Linked DNA regions of Sus scrofa: region 2 is linked to region 1. Evidence: chromatin contacts called from public HiChIP or PLAC-seq data. All regions are on one chromosome and are shown on one strand. The core of a region is the stretch at or near the end of the contact, and the rest is flanking DNA. Distances in the headings are between cores, read along the strand shown.

Region 1 (3,928 bases), core at 970-3,469:
TAAATACAGAATAGCAAAGTCAACCTCAGGTCTGCTCCCCAAAGAATTAACTAATCCTTTCATGGGCTTTTTAAACCATGGCCCAGCATGGCAACTGCAGGAAGTCCCACCTTCTTTGCCTTATTTCCAAATTTTGGACATTTTCTCTTATTAGGTGAAAGTACACAGGCCTCACTCAGCCTGCACAGGGCAGAGAGGCTTCCTAGAGGGGAAATTCCTGAGCTGAGCCCTAAAGGATGAGTAAGAATGAGCCTTAAAAGATGGCGTGCAGGCGCTGGTGCCTGCTCTGCCTTCCCCGTGTGGGCTGGCCCTGTGTTACTCTCTCCATCACTCCCTGCACTGTCAATGCCTGCCTCCTGACGGTTCCTGGCAGGAACCACAGGGCCTTTGCACATGCTGCTCCCCCTGCAGGGAGCACCTGCTAGATCTTTCCCACTTGTCCTCGGAATCAAAGGTAGGCTGAGTTCCCTCACTGAACACCACGGCAACAGCACTGTCCAGGACTTCTTTTCAGCCCTGGTCACAATGTCAGTGTACGTTGACCTTGAGATGACTTGCTTAACACTCTTTTCCGCCACTGCTCTGGGAGCCGCCTCGGGGCAAGGGGGGTGTCAGCATTTCTTCCCAAGTAACTCCTGTGCTCAGTTATTGGGTTGTGCCCAGTAACTATTTGTTAGATGGATGGGAGGAGGGATGGAGGTAGGATGAGCGGATGGCTGGAGGCATGAATAGGAAGGAAGGAAGTTAAGGAGGGAAGGGAGTTCCCATCAGTGGTCAACAATCTGACCAGGAACCATGAGGTTGCGGGTTTGATCCCTGGCTTTGCTCAGTGGGTTAAGGATCCGGCGTTGCCGTGAGCTGTGGCATAGGTCGCAGACGCGGCTTGGATCCCGCATTGCTGTGGCTCTGGCGTAGGCCAGCGGCTACAGCTCTGATTGGACCCCTAGCCTGGGAACCTCCATATGCCGCGGATGCAGCCCTAGAAAAGCAAAAAAAAAAAAAAAAAAAAGAAGGGAAGGAGGAAAGGAAGGAGGGAGGGAGGGGGAGGGGAGAGAGGCGAGGACTGAAAAGGTGCGGAAGGCCCAGCAGTCTGCGAGGCGTCTTAGGAGAACTGAAAGTGCCCCAGCTGACAGATTTGGAACTAGGACTCAAACCCCAGTCTTTCCGACTTCCCCCACTGAGTCCCTCTGCCTTTCATCGTGATCCTGGGTTCAGAACAATCCCTTTTTTAAAAATTGATGCCCGCCCCCCAACAGGCAAGGAGCCAGTGACCCTTGTCTGAGCTTTTGATGCCTCATCTGGGGAACCTGGGCGCGCACTTGGAGAACAAGATGAGAGATTGCAAAGATCTTCCTCTACCCTGAAATCGCACAACCCTGGCACCGCTGGCAAATGGCCGGACTTGGAGAGCTGGCGGGGCTCGGCCGCGCGGCAGACGCGTCCTCCTGGCCCCACTTCAAGGACAACAGGCCAAACCCTCGTGGTGGTGGAAAGGGCCGTTCCCAGGCGCCCGGGCCTCCTGCCCCCGCGGCCGCTCTGGGCAGGGTCAGCTGGTGCGGCAGCCGGTCGCGTGGATCCGGGCCACAGACCTGTCTCCGGAATGAGGCCGGGTGAGAGTTTAATGGCGAGAAGGCTGTGGCCCGACTGCGGCTGTCGGCTCCGTTCTGCCCCGGCTCCTTCGGTGCCAGTAAATGGACTCTGCGCACATGCAGATGAAGGCATTACCGCTCGTGTTATGTGCGCGATGCAAAGACGCTTGGGCGGCCGGGCCGGGAGCTGCCATTACCGCGAGACCTTTCACTGGAAAATTTTTCTTGGGGCAATTAAATCTTCAGCTGTCTCCTCGAAGGGAGTGCCAGCTTGCATTTTAATTATCCTTAAAAGAGAGAAGTAGGGGAAAGGACACAAGGCGCAGAATTAAAAAATAACAATCTGCTTTATAAACACGGCCATCACCTCGCGGCTGTGCATCAACCCAGAAGGTCCTCCCCCGCCCACTCTGCCAGGCCCTTGACCCTTCGGGCTCCAGGAAGGGGCCTCTTTCGGGGGGGGGGGCCAGGGGGAGGGGGTGGGAGAGCCCTCGCTTGTGTGGGATGTGGGATGCAGGGTCCTGGGTGGGGGGGATCAGTGATGCAGCCGCATTACTTGTGGCCCTGTTCCTCCTTCACCACATTCTAGGAGGTGGAAATTATTAACCTCATCTCACAGAAGAGGAACTGGAGCCTGAGGAAATCATTGGTAAGAGCAAGAGTTACCACAACAGCAGGCAACAAGCTGTGGATACACAAAACAACATGAATGAATCTCACAAAACATGTTGAGCAAAGGACCTGGACACTGGTGCTTCACACTCTAAGATTCCATTCGTAGAAAGTTCCAGAACCCGTGAAATTAAACTATGGAGACAGCGGACAGATGGGGGTCTGGGAGGGGAAGGGGCTGACTGAAGGGGCGGAGGGAACATTTGGGGACCTGAAAATGTCCTTTGATGGAGATGGTGCTTACATAAGTATATATATCAAAACTCACTGAATCATATTCTTTTGAGGGGGGCACACCCACAGCATATGGAAGTTTCTGGCCCAGGGATCGAATCCAAGCCACAGCTGCAACCCATGCCACAGCTATGGCAACGCTGGATCCTTAAACCACCACACCAGGCCAGGGATCGAACCAGTGCCTCAGCAGCAACACAAGCCGCTGCCGCAGAGACAGTGCTGGACCCTTAACCCCTTGCAGCACAGGGGGAACTCCTGAATCATATTCATAAAATGAGTACATTTTATTGTTCGCAAGTTACACCTTAATAAATTTGATTTAATAACAGTAAAAATAATACGAGTTAGTATTTATCCGGACCTTGCTCTGTGCCTGTCCCTGTGGTAAAGCATTTGCCATGTGCTGAGCCCGTTATCTTTCACACCGAACTGTGAGGTAGGCACAGCCAGGGCCCCATTTCCCAAATGAAGAAAATGAGGCACAGAGAAGTTCTGAAACTTTCCGAAGTGGATGTGGCTAGTAAGAGGCAGAGCCTGGGTTCAAATCCGACAAGCCGACTCTGGAGCCTTAGAGCCTTGAAAGCAAAGTTCAAAGCAATCCAACTAGTCCTAGAAGCAGGATTAAACTCCAGGGCCTTTCCAACATGACGAAACCGGTAGAAGGGGAAAATCCATGCATTCCAGAAATATTTGCTCAGCATCTACTGCAGGTCATACTGTGCACACAGAGAGCAGCTGACAAGGTCCCAGGCCTTCCTTTGGGGGAAGCAGGGGAGGCGGATCGGAATCACCAAATGTCACAAAAATAGATGTGAAGTTGCAGCTCAGAGGACGGGTGCAGGGCCCCAAGAGCACAATCCAAGCTGGGAGCTGCCCACAACCACTCCCTGGTCCATTTGTGCAGAAGCAGCCCCACCCAGCAGGCACCAACCAAAGCCTGGGCCACCTGCTCCTAACTTGACTCCCCTTCCAAGCTGTGTGTTCTGACAAGTTTTTTAGAGTCTCATCTTTCAAGAGATGCCGGCAGAGTCCCTTTGAAAATCGCCTGCCCTGCTCTTAGCACCTTGTGCCCGGAGCTCAGCTATTTCAAGAATGACCCCTGTCCATTCCCCTGGCTGGGCCACCCAGAGTGTCGCATTCCAGCACAGTGGGAGCAGCTCCATGGGTGACAGCTGGGAGCCCTGGGGCCCCACGGGAAGACCATTCCCTTGAGCCAAGCACCCAGGCCCTTGGGGAGACCCCGTGTGGCCTTGGCTCCAGGCAATGGAACAAGGCTTTCACAGCCAAGTTCGGGTCTGCTTCCTCAAACATTCACAACTTTTGCCAGGAGCTACCGTGTATTGAGAGCCCCAGCCGGGTACTCTGGCTACATTATCCAGTTTATTCTTCTCGGGAGCTCTGGACAACCATCCGCGGTTCCCAGGTGAGCA
Region 2 (3,928 bases), core at 944-3,443, 140 kb before region 1:
TAGCAACAAGCACACTCAGCACCCAGAACTTGGTTTCTAATACCATCCTTCAATAAAAGGAACTGGGTTCCTTGGAGAAACCCTGTTGATGTAATAAATGATGGAATACACAAATAGCCGAAGAATTCCAAATAATTTATTCTGCCCCTTTAAGGAAGTGGAGAACAACTCTCCATCTGGTTAAATGTGGGCTCTACAGAGGGACTTCCTTTCTCAGAAAACAGTATGGAAAGAGGGGGAAACAGTAACATTCCAGGGGAGAAACGTGGCAACACTACCTCAGCCGGGGGACTAAAGTTAACGTCATTAATGGTAGATGATGGCATGTGTGACGAACAACACTTCATCTCTGTGGTCTGCTTCTTCAGAAGCCCTAACTCCAGTCTAATGATGAGAAAAACACCTAACACCCAACTGGAGGAACATTCTACAGACCTCCAGACTGGCACACCTCAATATCGGAAAAGTCTTCAAAAAAAAAAAAAAAAAAAGTAAGGTAAGTCTGAGAAACTGTCACAGCCAAGAGGAACCTGAGTAGACATAATGATGAAATGTAATGTGGCATCCTGGATGGGCTCTTGAGACAGAAAAAGACATTAAGGAAAAGCCAATGAGATCTGCATAAAGAACAGAGTTGAGCTAATAATAATTTGAACTAATAATAATGTATCGATATTGGCTCTTTAGTTGACAAACATATTCCAGGAATACAAGATGCTAACAATAGGGGCAGTAGTGTGCAGGGGTCCAGGAACTCTGTACTATCCTTGCAACTTGTCTGTAAAGCTAACCATTATAAACTAAAAACACTATGGAAATATATTTCTGGGAGTTCCCGTTGTGGCGCAGTGGTTAATGAATCCAACTAGGAACCATGAGGTTGTGGGTTCGATCCCTGGCTTTGCTCAGTGGGTTAAGGATCTGGCGTTGCCGTGAGCCGTGGTGTAGGTCGCAGACGTGGCTCGGATCTGGTGTTGCCGGTGGCTACAGCTCTGATTAGACCCCTAGCCTGTGAACCTCCATATGCCACAGGTGTGGCTCTAGAAAAAGGCAAAAAGACCAAAAAAAAAAAAGAAAAAAAGAAATATATTTCTTAATGGCCACAATAATCCATGGCCCTTGCGTCATACCCTTTGCAACATGAATTTACAGCTCCTCCCTCAGAGAGGTGGTTTCCTTTTCCCCACCTCTTGAATCTAGCCTGTGACTTGCTTGGACTAACAGAACATGATGGAATGGGATACCAGTCATGGAGTTTCCAGACTGCATGTTGCTTGATAAGAGACATGGCCCAAGCACCCTTCTTACCCCAGCTGACAACCAGCCAACTGCTACACATGTGACTGAGCCCATTCTTCCTAGACCAGCCAGACCTCAGCAAGAGCCACCCTCCAATCCATTCACACAAGGAGCCAACACAAAATGAGCCCAGCCTGACCCAGATCAGCAGGGTTAGCAGTGATCCATCTGAACAGTAACAAAAGCCTTTTGTTGAAAAACTTGTGTTTGTTATACAGCAACAGCTAAGTGATTTACTCATATGCACAACAGTGTATGTACAAGGTTTTTGTTGTAACATCATGATTACAAAAGATTAGGAGCAATTTAAAGTCTTGTCAATAGAAGACTGATCAAATAATTATGAGATCCGGACAATGGAATATTATGCAGCTGTTCAAAAGAATGAGGCAGCTGTCCATGAATCAATATGGAACAAATCCCATGATACATTTTTAAGTGAAGCAGCAAGATGCAAAAGAGTATACAGAGGAAGCTACTAAACCTGTAAAATATTTGTGTTTGCATAGGCTTTCTGCAGGAGGAGATGTGAGAAACATGACAATGCCTGCCTCTAGGAAGGGGAACTGGGTGGCGGGGACCAAGAGTGGAAGGGAGACTTCCTCTTCACTCTACAGCCTTTTATCTTTTGAATCATGTAAATGTGTCATCTATTCAAAAATAAATAAAAGCAGAATGAAAAAAACTCCTGTGCCTTTCAAATTTGGTCTTTTATTCTCTATTCCCAAGATTCCTGAGAGATCCACCAGGACCACAAATAGCAGTGAGAGGACCAGGCTGTATTTTCTCCCTCCCTCTTTCAGACAGCCTCCACCACATGCGAAGAGAAGCTTGTTTTTCTGGTTCCCTTGTCTGTCAGCTTCACGGACCTGCATAACCCCGCCGGCCACTAGAGGGCAACCTGAGGCTTCCTTCCTGGTAGGGAGCTGCGGAGGGGTTAGGGGCTGCTCTGAATAGCCGGCTGGCGCCTACCCAGCCAAGGCTTTCTGTATTACATTTAAAAAATAATAACAACAACAATAATAAATGGTTTCGGCTTGGGAGAGAGACATGCAGAACAGGCTCAGGATCGGCCAGCCATTACCCTTCCGGTTCCCATGGTAATGCGTGCGTCTTAAGGGCTGGGGGTGGGGGCAGAGAGCCCATAGAAAGAGAGATGACCCTAAAGCTCCTTGCTGCGCACCGCCATCCGACTTTATAAAACCCCTTGGGGAACTCACCCTTTAGGCTGCTGAAGACTAAACCCTCAGGAGATCTGGAGGGTTTGCCTTGCGACCTTGAAAAAGCCCCTTCCTACCTTGAACCTGTTCCACATTTGTACACTGTAAAAAGTGACTATACTAGTGAATCAAGCAATTTGTGGCAATGACTGAACGGATCACCCTATTGACTATTCCATCCCCATTTTACAGATGAGGAAGCTGTGGCCTCAAGAGGGTAACTTGCTCTGGCTGCACAGCCGGCGGTCCGGTAGGGTTTGGAGGCAGGTTTCCCTGCCTCCCGAACCCCTGCTCTGACCGCTTAACTTATCCTGTCCCCAAGGGAGGTTGGGAGGGATTTCAAAAGAGGTAGCTGAGAAACAGCATCGGAAAGGGACACGGGAGCCCATATGCACCAAGCCCCTCCTGCGCGCTGCGGTCCGCTGCAGGCGGCTGCGTAGGCCCGGTACCTACAAGCTCTCGCCCCGTCTGACGGGCGAGGAGAGGCCGCGCATGGCCGCGGAGGAGCTGGCCGGGGCAGAGACCTAGAGGCGGAGACCTGGGGACTAGAACCCGCCGGTCCCTGCGCCTCCGCAGAAGTGCAGCTCAGAGGCAGGAGCTTGTCCGGCAGCCCGGGGGAGGGGGCGGACTGCGGGGGCGCTGGAGCGCACAGGGCACCTCCAAACCGGCCATCTCAGCAAACGAAGTTACTGTTTTCAAGAAGATGCCTTTGTTCCAACCGGGGTGAGAAGACTGAATACTGAACCGCAGCTGACGCAGGATGCAGGCGGCTTTTCCGCGATCGCTTCTGTCTGGCCTTGAAAGACAAACGCGCTGGGAGGCAGAACGCCTGCGACACGGAAACTCGCAGCTGGCAGCATCTCTGTGCCCGCCTGCAAAAGAGGGGCGCAGAGAGTGCCCGACAGCGCAGCGGGTTGGTTCCTTCAGCCTCGCTCGCTCGCAGCCCTCCACCCCTGCCTCGGCCTCCCCATCTGCACCGGGAGACGGGAGACGTTGCAGAAGGGCTGGGCCCTTTGCCGGCTCCTTGCTGGAATCTGTTTATCCAGACACAAGTGGGACGTTTGCCTTTCAGAGAGAGAAGGGAGGCAATAAAAAACTAAAGGAACAAACAGACAGGATAATTTCAAATAACAAGTGTTAATTTAATGGCAAACACAAATACACTGCTAGTGCCAGGCTTCTGTTCCAAATACTCTAAATAAATGTGCTTGCTTGCAGGATCTCACAGCAGATCCACGAGGCAGATTAATTATCTCCCCCTTTCCTGGATGGGAAAATGGAGGTTGAATCAACTCTTCAAGAAAAATGAGAAATTGAATAATATATTCATGGCAAAACAGGCTCAACAATTTACTCGAGTGTCCAGTATTGCTGGAGACCAGCTCTGGATTCAGGCTCTGAGGGTGACT

What was found. HiChIP or PLAC-seq counts read pairs in DNA pulled down with a chosen protein or histone mark.
Region 2: a contact with region 1 is called in an H3K27ac HiChIP or PLAC-seq map of alveolar macrophages. The contact joins two enhancer-like sites. A contact is called at or near these places in 7 of 47 Hi-C or Micro-C datasets (embryonic fibroblasts, liver, retroperitoneal adipose tissue and 1 more) and 1 of 2 datasets of contacts at active chromatin or transcription factors (alveolar macrophages).

The regions. Positions count from the first base shown.
Region 1 is chr17:33,555,717-33,559,644 of Sscrofa11.1, reverse strand. No RefSeq gene overlaps it. Among named protein-coding and RNA genes, the nearest start is that of PDYN, 41 kb to the right of the region's middle. Within about 2 kb of position 2,219, at least 14 of the 83 cell types and tissues checked have an H3K27ac peak or open chromatin away from gene starts, as enhancers often do. A contact at or near this core is called in alveolar macrophages, where this site is marked.
Region 2 is chr17:33,698,781-33,702,708 of Sscrofa11.1, reverse strand. No RefSeq gene overlaps it. Among named protein-coding and RNA genes, the nearest start is that of SIRPA, 90 kb to the right of the region's middle. Within about 2 kb of position 2,193, at least 15 of the 83 cell types and tissues checked have an H3K27ac peak or open chromatin away from gene starts, as enhancers often do. A contact at or near this core is called in alveolar macrophages, where this site is marked.